2 separate regions of the Mus musculus genome follow, and region 1 is linked to region 2. A link is a contact called in public Hi-C data. All regions are on one chromosome and are shown on one strand. Each heading gives the region's core, a stretch centred on a gene start, on an enhancer-like site or on the middle of the called end of the contact. The rest is flanking DNA. Distances are from core to core; before and after follow the strand shown.

Region 1 (7,687 bases), core at 4,303-6,802, 520 kb after region 2:
CGTGTCCTTCACTCCTCTGCCTCCTGTAATACTTCTTCCTCTTCAGCAGGATTCCCTAAGCTCTGCCTAATAGTTGGCTGTGGGTCTCTCTGCATGTGTTTACATTAATTGCTAGACGAAGCCTCTGTGATGACAGTTGGATTAGGTACTGATCTATATGTATAGCAGAATATAATTAGGAATCATTTCATTCATTGACTTTTTTTTTTTTTTTCCCCAGTGGTGTTTGGTTCCATGCTAGGTCTCTGGGCTACTATCTTCTGTGTCCTGGCTCTCCAGACAGTGTCAGGGTTGGGCTCCCTCTTGTGGCATGGGTGTCAAGCTGGACCAATCATTTGGTTGGATAATCCCACAATTTCTGTAACACCTTTGTCCTCCCCCACCCCCATCCTGTAGGCAGGACAAATTATAGGCTGGATGGATGTTCATGGATCAGTAGGATTAACATAGTAAAAATGGCTATCCTACCAAAAGCAGTCACAGATTCAATGCAATCACATTTACAACACAATTTTTGAAGAACAATACTAACTTTATAGGAAAACCCAGAAAACTCAGGAGAACTAAAACAATCTATCCTGAATAATTAAGTAACTTCCAGAAATATCATCATTCCTGATTTCAAGCTGTCCTACAGAGCCAAGCCACATGGTATTAGTATAAAAACAGACAGTTGATTAGTGAAATCATATTGAAGACCCAGACATAAATCCGCATACCCATGGGCATCTGAGTTTTGATAAAGAAGGCAAAATTATTTAACAGAAAAAAGAAAGCATCTTCAACAAATGGTTCTCATCTAATTGAATATATGCATGTAAACGATTGCAGATAGATTTATTTCTATCATCCTGCAGAAAACTGATGTCCATGTGGATCAGAGACTCCAACCTAAAACCAGATACATCGAACCTGATAGAAAAGGAAGTGAGGAACACAGGGGATAACTTCCTGAACAGAACACCAATAAATAGCACAGGCAGTAAGATCAACAATTAATAAATGAGCCCTCATAAAGCTGACAAGCTTTATCAGGCAGAACAAACATGACTTTTCTGTTGCAGATGTTCCATGGGTGTTGGGGCCTGTGAGTCACTCACCAGAACAGTAGAAAGCCTGGGAGATGTGAACTCTGAGATTAGCACCTGACATGTGATTGAAACAATTCCAAAACCGGTTAAATGTGTCTCTCTTCAAAATATATAGAATGGAAGTTCACATCATTTCCATGGCGTGTGGTCATGTCTGATGAACTCTAATGGAGTCACACTCTCTGGGATCGAGCTGAACTGGGGAGGTCATGCATGACCTTCCTCAGATGCTGGTCAGTTGCCGCATCAGCCCCTCAGGAATATAGGCATGCAGTGTTTGCTGCAGTTTGTAACACAGCTGTGCTGGACAGTCTCACTGGTGGAATACTAAAAACTTGTATAAATGAGTATTTTGAATATGCAGAGCTTGGTATGGGAAACCTTAGATTGAATTTAAGAACGCTGAAACTGTTTTCCTTCTTCTTAGCTTCAGTAACTTGTGATTGGTGGTTGGCTATCCAGTTGTTCATCCTCACATCAATGCACTGCCAATGGTAAGTAAGGTGCCTCTCCTTTTTCTCCTGTACCATGGTGTGTTATGTTAGTGCTTTATAGCTGTGCTGATTCTTGTTTTCTAGAGACGTTTGAGAATTAAAAATTTCTCAAAAATCTCAGAAAGCTCAAAAGTTTATTATTTTAAACATTCTCATTTTCCTGTTATTTTTATGGTTACCTAGTGTCTTACTTTTTATTGTTGTGCTGAGTCAACATGACTAAGGCAACTTAAAGAAGAAAGCATTTAATGGGAGCTTATTATTATTATTATTTTACGGGGTTAGAGTCCATGACCACCAAGGCTGGGAGCATGGCAGTAGTCAGGTTGGCACAGTGCTTGGGCAGTGGCTGAGAGCTTACATGCTGACACAACAATCATGAGACAGAGAGACCTAACTGGGAATTGTCGAGCTTTTGAGACCTCAAGTCTACCCCAGTGATGTGTCTCCTCCAATAAGGCCACACCTCCTAGTTCTTCCCAGTCTCAGAACCTAGGACCCAAGCACGTGAATACAGGGGACTGTGGGGGCCATTCTCACTCAGCCAAAAATAGGATGGAAATATGATCTTTTGTGTGAAATGAACTACATTTTGTGAGTAGAATTGTTTTTGTTAAAAATTTGATATTGATAGTAATAATTCCTTTACTTTTGTTAATCATTTTAGTGAGTTTTGGGACATTGTGCTTATCTTGATGTTACTAGTTAATATGCAGCTAAATGTATAATATTTTACATTTTTATTTAGTTGTTAACTTTAGGGGGGAAGACACTTTTATCTCTTTAGAAAGGTTTAGAAGTCTTTGACTTTGAATTATAAATAAATCTCAGCTGTTATGTAATAATCACCACATTTCCTATTTGGTGACTTGTGGTAATTCAATAGTAGTGTTGTATTAAATTCCCAAGATTTATTTGTGCTATAGGTTAAGTGGTTTCACAAACTAAAATTCAGAATGATTTTATCCTACTTTAATATTGTATGTTTGGGGTGCCTTTGCTCCCTGTCTTAGAATTTTTTTCAATTAAAAATTTATTTGACAATCTGTGTGACATCTGTTTCATTTTCTTCTTCTAACCCCCTCCCCCCTCACTCCCTCTGGAATAATCCTTCTCTCTAGCATATGAATGTACCACCTGGACCCCCTATTTTTCTTCTTTTTGAGATTGGGTCTCCCTGTTAGCTTAGGTTGCGGTAGATTCAGAGAGATCGGCCTGCCTCTGCCTCCTGAGTGCTGGGCATGAAGGCGTGTGTGCACCGATGCATTCACCATAGGCTTAATCATGGTTTATTTTGGTGAATGGGTGTAGGATTATTTGCTGGAGTTGAGGCAGCTTTCGAGTGGCTACACTTCTGAAGAGAAAGGACATCCCACCCCCAGCAGCCATTACCAGCCACTGGAGCCTTTTAACTGTATTCCTCCTATTTGGCTGTTGTGTGTTTGGGGATAAATAAATAGTAGAGTGAACGGCAGTCCTCCATACCCCACATTTATAATTGCTGAGGTTTATTACTTGTGCTACATCAACAATGATCTGAAGATATTAAATAGAAAATCACAGAAATAAACTAGTGACTTTTCAGCCGAGCACTGCTGGGAAGAGTGTGTAAACTTGTCTTGCCCTGGGCATGAAGCCTCCTTCCCCAGGGACTCGCTTTTCCTGTCCGCTTGTCACTCATCTATCAGGGTACCTGCATGCCAGTCCTTTCTAGTATAAGGAAGAGACTATTTCCCGGTTTCCTCTGAAACTTTCATGTGCAGGTGTTTGGTGAGAGGGCCTGGTCCTAGTGAGCACTGTTGATATAAACACTGGGGATTGGTGACCCCTTTGCCACCTTCTCTGGACCATACATGGAGCTTATATTGCTTTACTTCTTAAAATACACTTCACATGACTGGAACTGGCAGTTTTCCTGTGCAAGTTATTTTGTATTTTTCTCTGGAATTCATTGGTGACCATGTCATGTGATGATTTTTACTCTTTTGCTTCAAACATGTATTAGAGAGGAAAGCTATAGCTCCTTCTGCCACCCACAGCCCCTCTTACAGATGTTCTTTCTGATAAGTTCTGCCCTGATGTGCCCTGCTGCCTGATTAGTGTGGCCATTGACACATCAGTTTTATTCCTAAATATTTCACTATTAGAAGTTGCATACTCCTACATAATTGCAATATCATTCTTCTGCTTTAAACTGGCATTAACTTTTTCATGTGAGAAGGAATATAAGTACATATTGCATTCACATTTGAAACCACAAACCAGGTGCTGTCTTCACTGTTGTTAATGCAGCAGTGGTTGAGCGTTTAGAAGTCTGTCTAGACCTGCACCGCTGTCATTTCCTTTTCTCTGGGTATAGGTTAGGTCCTTTCTGGAAACAGCGTTCTAACAATACTTGTCTCGCCTGATTGTCCTCTTCTAGTTTCTATATATGGTGTCTGGAAGTCCATCCATGTTGAAGCCAAAGCACGATTTCCTCTATCTTATTTGCCTTGTCTGTTTTTTGAGACAGGGTCTCATTTAGCCTGGCTAGCCTGGTGCTTGATATGTAGACCAGGCAGGCCTGGAACGCACCAAGATCCATCCACCTGTCTTGTCTCCTCTTCAGTGATGGTAATAAAGATGTGCACCATAACGCCTATGCTGTTCCCTGCTTATTTTCAGAGGCTGAAGAACACACCATCTTATGCATGTTTTTCTTTGATTAGTGTCTTGCTTTGTGGGCATTTGGATTGCTTCTGTTTTGGTTAATTCATGGTAGAGTTATGTGAGATTTTGATTTCAGATTTTAAGAAGTTCTTTTTGGATTTCTGAGCAGGCTTTTTGTAGCAAGCAGGTGTTTTTGTTTATCTTTTCTGACAATTTCCATACTGTGATCCAAATGTTGGTTATCTCATAGGTATGAGATGTTGACATTTTTTAATAGCTTTTAAGTTTCTTGAAAATTCTTATGTTTTTTTATAGAATGGCAACAAGATGACTAGTTACTGTGCACAGTTTACTTAATTATCCCTCTCTAACTGTCTGTAGAGTTTCCCCTACTCAACTTTGTTAATTGTATCTTTTTAGGGAAACGCTCATCTTTTCCTTGTATTTTCTGTAAATCAACAGTTAGGTCCAAGGGTTTGATCTAATCTTGGTCTCACCCCTCATTATGTAGATAGAAGCCTAGAAAGGCTTTACCAGTCCTTCACTACTAGTAGTACTTCACTAGTACATCCCTGAAGAAGCATCTAACAGTTGAGAATGCTCATTGCTGATCATGGCCTAGATGCCAAATTCATTATTCTATGAGTGTGCACAAACATTAATGTTTCTATAAAGAAAGCCTCTTGTGTCCTGACTTATACAGGAGAGGCATGCATGTTTTGTTTTGCTTTGTTTTTTCTTTCTTTACTGGTTTTTAAATACTGACTTGTTCCCCAGGTTTCTAGAAGGTAGGATTTGTTTCAGTGCTACTGCTTTGTGGTTTTATTATTACTGATGTCAATCAGATTTTCATGGCTAAGGGAGCCTTTTCAAGCTGATGTTGCAGTCTTTGAAATGATGTGAATAGACATTCATATTCTGTCTTTGTTTTTTTTTTGTTTTTTGGTTCTTTTTTGAGACAGGGTTTTCTCTGTGTAGCCCTGGCTGTCCTGGAACTCACTCTGTAGACCAGGCTGGCCTCGAACTCAGAAACCCGCCTGCCTCTGCCTCCCAAGTGCTTAGTTTAAAGCCACCACTGTGGCGCACACCTTTAATCCCAGGAGGCAGAGGCAGGCGGGTTTCTGAGTTCAAGGCCAGCCTGGTCTATAAAGTGAGTTCCAGGACAGTCAGGACTACACAGAAAAATCCTGTCTCAAAAAAACAAAACAAAACAAAACAAACAAACAAAAAACCCCCCAGTTTTAATGTCCTTCATCTTTCTGCATGTCCCTGGTCCCCACGTCAGTCCTGTTTGCTTTCAGTACAAAGCAGAAGTGAAGCCACAGTATTGGGTTCAGGAAGTGGTTGATTCTGGGGCAGCAATGTAAGTGTGTGATACAGTGTTTCTGATACAAACTTAGCATTTTATTTTTAAAATACAACTCCTTTGCCAGTATTTTCATGATGAAAAAAAAACCTGTTAGTGAAGTTTACATAAACTTGATTATTTTGTATACTTATGCATGTGATATATGTAATAATTAGGAAATATTTAAAAATAAACAAAATTATACAGGAAAAAACTCACCAATATGTTAAGTATTAGCAGTCATATTAATCATAGCTAATGCTGACTATACTAATTGCTATATTGCTTACATATTAATAATATAATATGTAATTATTGTTAACAATGATGTTAATTTTTATCCAGTATTTCAATTATATTTAATAGTGAATAATAAAGTGACATGTAATTAAGTATATTAAATATAGAATTTGGTTCTCTGATACAACATGTATGTATGTATGTATGTATGTATGTATGTATGTATGTATGTATATAGCACAGGATGGCCTTCAATTCAATTTTCCTTTTGCAGCCTTCAAGTGCTGAGATTACAGTGTACCACCTGCTTCTCCAGAGCACAGTTCTGGATGTCCAGGATACCTGGAGCCAGTGCTCCTCTGTGATAGAGAAAGGGATGAGTGCTGTATTTATTTCCCCCCCCCCCTCCCCCGGAAGTTTAGTGTTATGTTTTCCAATTGTTTTTTGTTGGGGGGTGGAGTGGGGTAGGGATGTTTGTCTCACTTTGGCTCAAGTTGCCCTTGACCTAACAATGCCATCAACGTGACCTGACACATGTGCTTTCTGGGTTTCTGAGTTGCCAGGATGACTTAAGGTCCACATTTCCTTTAAGTATTTAAGTAAGCCTTGTGTGAGCACCACACCCCGACTCCGCATTTGTTTGGCTGCATTTGATTTATGTATGTTATTTGGTTAAATTTTTGATTGGATACCATTTCTTGGTGTGGTATAGTCTTGCTTTTTCCCCGTAAGTGCTTAAAAAAAGAAAACAACACAAACTACAGTTTGTTTACCTTTAAAAATGTAGGTATAGGGGCTAAAGAAGTAATAGTGTCATGCCCTCTGTGGCCTCCTTGGATACCAGGCATACACATGGTGGACAGATATACATGGTAGCAGATACCCATTAGATAGAAAGAAATACACTTTGTTTGCATGCGTGTTGTGTGTAAAATAGGCAGTTTAGAGTGTACTTTGTAATCATCTGAGATTATTTACCATGGTTCTTCTGATTGACATCTCTGCCGGAAGGTGTTATGAAGACTATATGCAGGTCCTTTAAATGTTCCATGAGTAATTTCTTGCTTCACAGATAAGTTTGTGAACCTGTTCCATCAGTCTTAGCTCCATTTTTAAATTGATGTTCTGATTCTTTAGTTATTCCACAACAATGTAATATCTAACTTCATTTAACACGACTTCTGAGCTTAGAACCATGAGGCTGGCTCTGTTGGGACTATTAGTTTCTATAGAATTGAATGCTTAATCATAACTGTTTGTTTTCAAGTACATCTAAATGTTCCGGTGGGGAGGTATAGAAAGGGGATGAAAGGCTACACATACTGACTACCTTTGGAAGAGTAGTTTGTGGAGGTTTGGGGGAGTGTATCAGCCCCATTCTTTGTTGATGTGTGGACAGGCTTTGAGAAGGGCGGGTTTGTTCTGCTCAGCACTTCCTAAAGGACCTGTGGCAGAGACACAGCCCAGCCCCACTCCCTGGTGCACAACGTTGCTTTCTATGGACTTGTCCAGAAGCTCAGAAAAGTTGAAAGGTGTGTCCAGGTACTGCATACCAGGAGTTGATCATCCTGGAAGAGCAACCTAAGTAAGACTTTATGTTTGTGTCTGTGTTTCATTCTCTGCCTCAAACTCTAGGTAGGACTTAAAGCACCATGATGAATAAGAATTGAGAGAATAGGGTCCCTTGTCTCAGTTCAGATTTTAGAGGAGTGTTTCTCCCATATAGTACAATGTTGGCCATAAGTTTGTTGTATACAACCTTTGTTAGGCTGAGATATGCTCCTTCTAATTCTTGGCTTTTTTTTTTTTTTTAATGAAGGAGTTTTGTCCTTAATTCTTTTTATGTGCTGAGTTGCACTTAGAGT
Region 2 (6,913 bases), core at 232-2,731:
TAGCTGGTTGTTATTGTAAGATACAGTGTTTAAGGTTGGGCAGGACAACTGATAATCTTTTTTTTCCCCTCGAAGCCTACATAGCACCTTTTGGTATTATGAAAGCTAGCCAGAAAAGGAAGAATCTCCAAGTCATTTAGAGATTGATTCATCTACATCTTGCAAGCAAAGTATCTTATATCTTCAGCTATAATATCCTACCATCTAGTTATGATGGGCAAGATAGAATAATGGCAATAATCTGTGCTGTTTTGAGTGCCACTGAGGTCTCCCTGACCATAAGGAGTTATCCCAGAGCACTAAGATTTTCAATTGCTAACCCATGATTTCTGGGAGCAGCATTGTCCACCCATTCTGTTTAAGCTCCTTTTCATGTTTCAATTATGTTTTTTAATTCACTTAAAAACAAGTGGGTTTCCATAAATCTCAGTTACATCCGTGGTTGAATTAGTCTACTCCCCTCCTGTCTTATCTATTCTACCCTTGTTCAAATCTTTAAAGCCTCCTTCCCAGTTTTCCATGTCACATGTATTTTACTATCACCCTCACATTAATATTTTAATTCTTAAAGAGAGCAATGTAATATTTTCTTCTCCCTTAAAATTAGTGTACTAGGAGGAACAAAAGAAGAAGGTGTTTAAAACTGGTTGTGAGGAAGGCATCTATCCTTAATAATTTTCAAGCATGCTAATTTCAGCCTACCAACATAACAAACCATGGAATTATGAATATCACTAATATAAAATTATTTCACAAAACATACACCTGGTTAAACAGATAAGCTAGAAATGATACATCCCCTGAGTATGTCAATTTCATAAAATTAATTACAACTCTACTTTATGAGTTAATAATAAATATTCATCAAGTCTAAGACATAGCTTTGAGCATTAGAAATAGCACCAATTTATTTACATAGCACTTTATAATTTCACAGAGCACATTTAGAGAGAAAGAATTATTTGATTTCTATTCACACTATGGAAGTAAGTTTCAATGCCAGCCACAACCAGTGCTTAATGTATCCATCTCTCTCTCTCTCTCTCACTCTCTCTCTCAAACACACACACACACACATAAACATCTAAATGTCTGAGCTATAATTGAAATCTGCAGTGGCCGATTAATCAGTCAGCTCCTAATAGCCTCTTTATTATGATTAGCAAATGCAAACATTGCTTAGTTTTAGCCTCCTCCCCCACCTCCAAGACTGCTGCTCTCAGAAAAGGGCAGCTGTGTCTTAGAATTCACTATCCACATCAGGTCCAAAAGCTCCAGGGAGAGAGGACAGAAATAAACACACATATTACTGCCTTTCCTGCCTACCAACTAATTTCTTTTCCTGGCCAACATCCTCAAAATTATGATAATGAAGTGGTTCATGAGACTGTGAAAGAGAAGTTGCTAGGCTTAAGCCACAGTGGAGGAGGGGAGGTTAGTTCCCTATACAGCTGCAGGGCCTTTCCTTGCCAGGCAGAGCAGCCTTATCTACAGAAAGTCAAAGAAAAGACAGAAAAGACTTGGTTGGTTGGCTCTGTGCTCATCCTGAGAGTGGGCTTGAAGCCCACTGTACTACAAGCCCTCTCTCTTTGGCAGCAAATGCAAAAGAAATATCACAAAGAACCAGTCAAAGACCGGTATCGCGGACTCCCTGGCATTTGTTTAATCTCTTAGCACTTTTAATAGAGTTAAGCAGAGTTGACTTAGCTAACAAGGAAGGGCGAGAAATCGAATCTGGATTGGCATTTGTGTTAAACTAAGGTAGGTTAGAGTTTTACCTAATTGCAGATGGGGAAAGACATAAAAATAAAAACATAAAATAAAATAAAATAAAAAATTTGTGTAAGTCTTAACTAACTCTATGAACTACATATCCAATAGCTTGTTCCAGTGCTGACATTTCTGCTCTAAAATTGTAGAACCATAGAAGTTTAAAGTTTTTTTTAAAAGAAATTAAAGTAGGTCCCCTAATAGAACCCTTTTACTAAGGGGAGACTAATTTGGTGGCACACACTTAAAACCTCAGCAGTTAGGAGACAAACAGGAGAATCTGGGTTCTAGGCCAACCTAGGTTACAGAGCAAGATCATCTATGCCCCATCCCAAATGCAGGGATAGGAAAAAGAGGAAAGACGGGGTGAAGGGTAGAGATGAAGGAAAGATGGAGGTAGCAGATTGGCAAACTAACTTAGAATACTTTCTCCAACTTAAGGGGACCCACTTTAGGCTCTGATCTTCAATGGAATGTTCTAGTGTTCTTTCTGGGAACAAAGCCTGGCACAACGTTTACTGAACAAGTTTACTTATGTCCATTTCCTTTAAGTAGTTACTTCAAAAATAAAAGAAAATGAGGTAGTCAGTCATAGAAAGGCAGCTTGGCATTGTTTGCATAATCTGGAACTTTCGAACAGGATGATCCAAATAAGGAAGTTACTCATGTTTTAATCAATCAGATCACGACAATCCTGCTCAGTCACATTGTAAGGTCTAAAACTAAAAACTCCTTGAAGTTTGAAACTATGACCAATTATGAGGCCTTTTACTAATATTCCTGACAGTCAATGTATTAAAACTCAGACTTGAGTTCTTCTCATTTGCAAATAGGAATAAAGAAGCCAAGACAAGGTTCATCAAAGCTCTCAAGCTAGAGACTGCCTCAGAGCAGGCAAATGGATGAAACACTCAGCCCTAAATGGGATTTCTCCATCACCTTTCTCCCATCAGCAATCAGGGAACCCTGCAGAAGAGGTGGTGGAAAAAGTGTAAGAGCCAGAGGGCAAAGAAGGCCCTCTAAATCATCAGCAATGACACACATGTGAGCTCACAAGAGACTGAGACAACATCCACAGAGCCTATGCAGGACTGTACCAGATTGGGTTCTTAGAATTGAAATGAGTGGACACATGAACCCGTTCCTAAACCAGAAGCAATCTCCAATTGATAATTACTTGCAAATGAGAATTGACTTTCCTCCAAGAAAGCCTCATTGGGGAAATAAACTACTTTAGGAATAAGCTGTATGCCCAGCTGTAGACACCCAAAAGAAATGAACTCTGCTGCAACTTTGCAAGTTCTTTATCTCACAATGTCAAGTTAAGCAAGGCCTTTCTTTTCTTTTCTCTTCTTTTCTTTTCTTTTCTTTTCTTTCTTTTCTTCCTTCCTTCCTTCCTTTCTTTCTTTCTTTCTTTCTCTCTTCCTTCCTTCCTCCCTCCCTCCCTCCCTCCCTTCCTCTTTCTCTCTTTCTCTCTCTTTCTCTTTCTCTCTCTCTTTCTTTCTTTCTTTCTTTCTTTTTCCTTCTCTTATTTTTTACTTTAAGTTTATTTTATTTATATTTTTTCTTCTTTCTTTTTACTCTACAGGTACTTTGGATATATTCTATGGCTTCCTGGGTTTTTTCTGTTTGTTTGGTTGGTTTTGGTGTGTGTGTGTGTGTGTGTGTGTGTGTGTGTGTGTGTGTGTGTGTGTGTGTGTTGGGTGCAGAGCAGCTAAAAGTTTCTAAGAACCAGGGAATCAGGGAATCTATTTTGAGATTGTATCTTGTACAAATGTCAAAAGCTATACCAAAAATGTCACATCAACATGACTATCTAAACAGGAGCTGAGCAAGCATAACAATGAACATGCTAACGTGGACGGAGGAAAGACCCAGAAGTCTTTTTTTATTGTCTAGTTGGAGTTTTCATTGCTGTGAAGAGACACCATGATCAAGGCAACTATTATAAGGGGCTGGCTTACAGTTTCAGAGGTTCAGTCCATTATCATCATGGTGGAAAGCAAAATAGTATCCAGGCAGACATGGTACTAAAAGAATAGAGTTCTACATTTTGATCTGAAGGCAGACAGAGGATGCTATCTTCCAGAGACACCAGGAGGAGCATCTGTATCACACTGGCCAGACTTGAGCATATATATATGTGATCTCAAAGCCCTGCCTCCACAGTGACACACTTCCTCTAACAAGGCTACACCTTCTCCAGTAAGGATACCTCCTAAATGCCACTTCCCATGGGGCAAGTATATTCAAATTACCAGTTATCCAATACCAAATTATCAGTTCTAAAAACTATAAACAAGTAACATTATATAGACTGAGCAGGTTGCATTTGTATATTTAGGAATATATGCAACAATAATCAAAATGGAAGCCATGAATTTGAAAGAAATCAAAGAGGGTGACATGGGAAGGTTTGAAGGGAGAAAAAGGAGAAAGAAACTAATGCAGTTCTATTATATAAAAGGAATAATTTTACAAAGACAAAATTTATCTGGACAGTTATTTTAAAATCATATATAATTTCTATTAAATCTTTGAGATTTTCATGCAATGTATCTTGATCATATTCATCAACAATTCCTCCAAGACCCATTCCTTCCTACCATTCCCTTCCAAAATTTGTGTTCTCTCTCCCTCCCTCCATCCTTCCCTTCCACTCTTCATCCCTCTTCAGGAAAGATTATTTTTCAGTAGATGTTCTGGACTTGTGGCTCTTATGATCATTCCGCTTCCATCCTGGGTCTTAAGTGTAAAAATTATGGAAATTAATCAGTTAATGCTGATCGCTTGTGGGTTATGGGATGATACATATGTCCTTGCTGCTTTCTGAAATGTTTAGTACAATGGGTGAATGTACAATACCTCATAGTTGAAAAACAAAACAAAAGTAACAGACATACACACACACACACACACACACACACACACGAAAGGGTTCTGAGCGCATAAGAAGCATGGTTATATGACTAAGTCATACTGTATGCATGTATAAAAATATCAGAACCAATCCCATTAATATGTATAAGGAATTATGCTGGGAAATTTAATTGCAAAAAAAATGATTAAGAACAATGCATTTAAGGGATTAGGCATATATCTAAGCAGCTGCTGTGCAGTGTGTTGTGATGAGGACATCAGCTCTGTACTCTTGGCTGGAAGATACTTTCACCTATGATAGCCTGTGAACAATTTGAATCTAAGTTTGGCCCAAGGATCAGCCTCACAGAATTCCAGTGAGCAGCCATAAATTGACAAAATAAATACCATGCCCACTTAGACTCATAAAAAAACTTAAAGCTTTTGTTCTGTTTTTTTGCAAATAGATAGGAAATTTGAAAAAGAAAGGAAGAGAGAAAGAAGGAAGTTGTACTTCCACAATGACATCGCCCCACATTCCTTCAGACAGGTAGGCCTGCAGGGACAAGTATATGAAAGGAGGCGGGACGTGGAGTGCAGGAAGCAGCAGTGTAGAAACAGTTCCAGGAACAGAGGAATAAAAAGGCACTAAGTTAGAGGGTAGGGTGTACAGTCTTCCTGAAAGGCGTGGGAAGAGAAGCCAGCCTTACCATAAGGAAAGCAAAGCTGGAACTTTAATTCCATACTGGATCTTTAGCCAGTTGTTCTAACAACAGGACCCTCCAAAGTTATATGTTTGTCTGTGTGACCAAAGCTTAGCCTCAACCTCAAGGATCACTCCACATGTGACATTTGTCATGTTTCTTGAAGCCAGGGTCTCTCATTTGGTCAAGGACCCATCAATTCAGTCCGGGGAGACATGTCCGCCTCTGCCTCCAGGTGCTGAGATGACAAACATGCTGCTGAACAAGACTTTCTCATATAGGTTCTGAGGACCAAGCTCAAATCATCATGCTTACAGGACAAGCTCTTTACCCTAGAGCCATCTCCCTGGCCCAGAAAGTTTGATTGCAAAATAACACAATTTAATAGAGGTGAAGGATGCTCAGATGCTATTTGCTACTGGGGTACAAACTCAAACATACTCTTAGGTCAGGCAGGCCAGAGTTCAGGAAAGTAACGTGAGGTCATCTAGTTAGTTCTGCCCTCATCCAGTTGGGCCTTATCTCCCAAGTCTAACCAATCATTTTTATTGGAAGATATACACTTCTAGTTTTTTCAACAGGAGCTGAAAAGCTGGATTTAGAGCAACCCCCAAATTTGAAATGTTACCAAGGGCAAACGCATTCTTTAAGGATAATATTGTAGAGAGGCCACATGAAATAGGAAAAGTTATAGCTGTCACCACAGCCCCTTTAATTTATATACCTTCAACACATTAAAAAAAAAAAAAAAGAACCTGTTTAACCTGTCAGTGAGAGACAGAACTTGCTGTACCCCAGTCACCAAGGCTTAATATATATTCAAATATAATACCTACATATGCATATATGGTATGATTATATTTCATAAAATTGTATCATATACACATGCAGAAGTCTGTTCACATGTGTGTTTGTGAGTTCAGTAGAGTGTTTGCCACAGTGTATACATCACAGTGCATGTGTCAGAAGACAACCTTTGTATCAGTCTTCATCTGCCACCTGGTTTGAGACAAGGGTGAATGACAGGCAAACTGCCAACTGTCTCCACCTTGCACTTGCCCACAGCGGCTTGCAGGACTGTGTCTGGCTTTTTGCATTGGTTCCAGGAAACCTTATTCAGGTTATCAAGCTATACCCACTGAGCCGCTCCCCAGCCCACGAGATATATTTTTAATGCTCAAGCTGTGACAAGCAAGCCTAAAGCCATCTTGCATTTGTCAAGCATGACTGCTGATGTTGCCAGCTATTGGTAACGTGCCCAAACATGCTGCATGAGGTTCTTTCTCATTTTACTTCAGAGGTAAAGATTATGTGTAATGATGCCACCTGTCCAGTTCCTGTCATTGCGGTCACCATTCAGGGGAAGGCAATATGTGAATCTCAGTGTCTTCATGACACTTTTATAATCTCTGGGTTGAACCTGGACAGCGGCATCCATTTTCAGCCACTAACTCTGCCTTTTCTCTAGAGAGTTTTTGCAACGAATATTGCCTGGGCTTGATTTCAGTTGTGGACAAAGAGTTATCAGGATAATGCTGGCAGCTTCATCAGGGTGTATCCAAATAATAGAAGAGTCATAT

Evidence for each region. A called contact is a pair of places that touch in the nucleus more often than the background predicts.
Region 1: a Hi-C map of bone marrow-derived macrophages shows a contact between it and region 2, with 11 read pairs. The contact joins two enhancer-like sites. A contact is called at or near these places in 2 of 484 Hi-C or Micro-C datasets (bone marrow-derived macrophages and liver) and 1 of 115 datasets of contacts at active chromatin or transcription factors (embryonic stem cells).

Annotation. Positions count from the first base shown.
Region 1 is chr3:22,147,424-22,155,110 of GRCm38.p6, forward strand. It overlaps Tbl1xr1 (transducin (beta)-like 1X-linked receptor 1), which reads left to right. Exons shown (of 16, transcript NM_030732.3): 2 at 1,519-1,585. Among named protein-coding and RNA genes, the nearest start is that of Tbl1xr1, 75 kb to the left of the region's middle. Within about 2 kb of position 5,553, at least 44 of the 459 cell types and tissues checked have an H3K27ac peak or open chromatin away from gene starts, as enhancers often do. A contact at or near this core is called in bone marrow-derived macrophages, where this site is marked.
Region 2 is chr3:21,632,605-21,639,517 of GRCm38.p6, forward strand. No RefSeq gene overlaps it. Among named protein-coding and RNA genes, the nearest start is that of Gm31693, 67 kb to the right of the region's middle. Within about 2 kb of position 1,482, at least 73 of the 459 cell types and tissues checked have an H3K27ac peak or open chromatin away from gene starts, as enhancers often do. A contact at or near this core is called in bone marrow-derived macrophages, where this site is marked.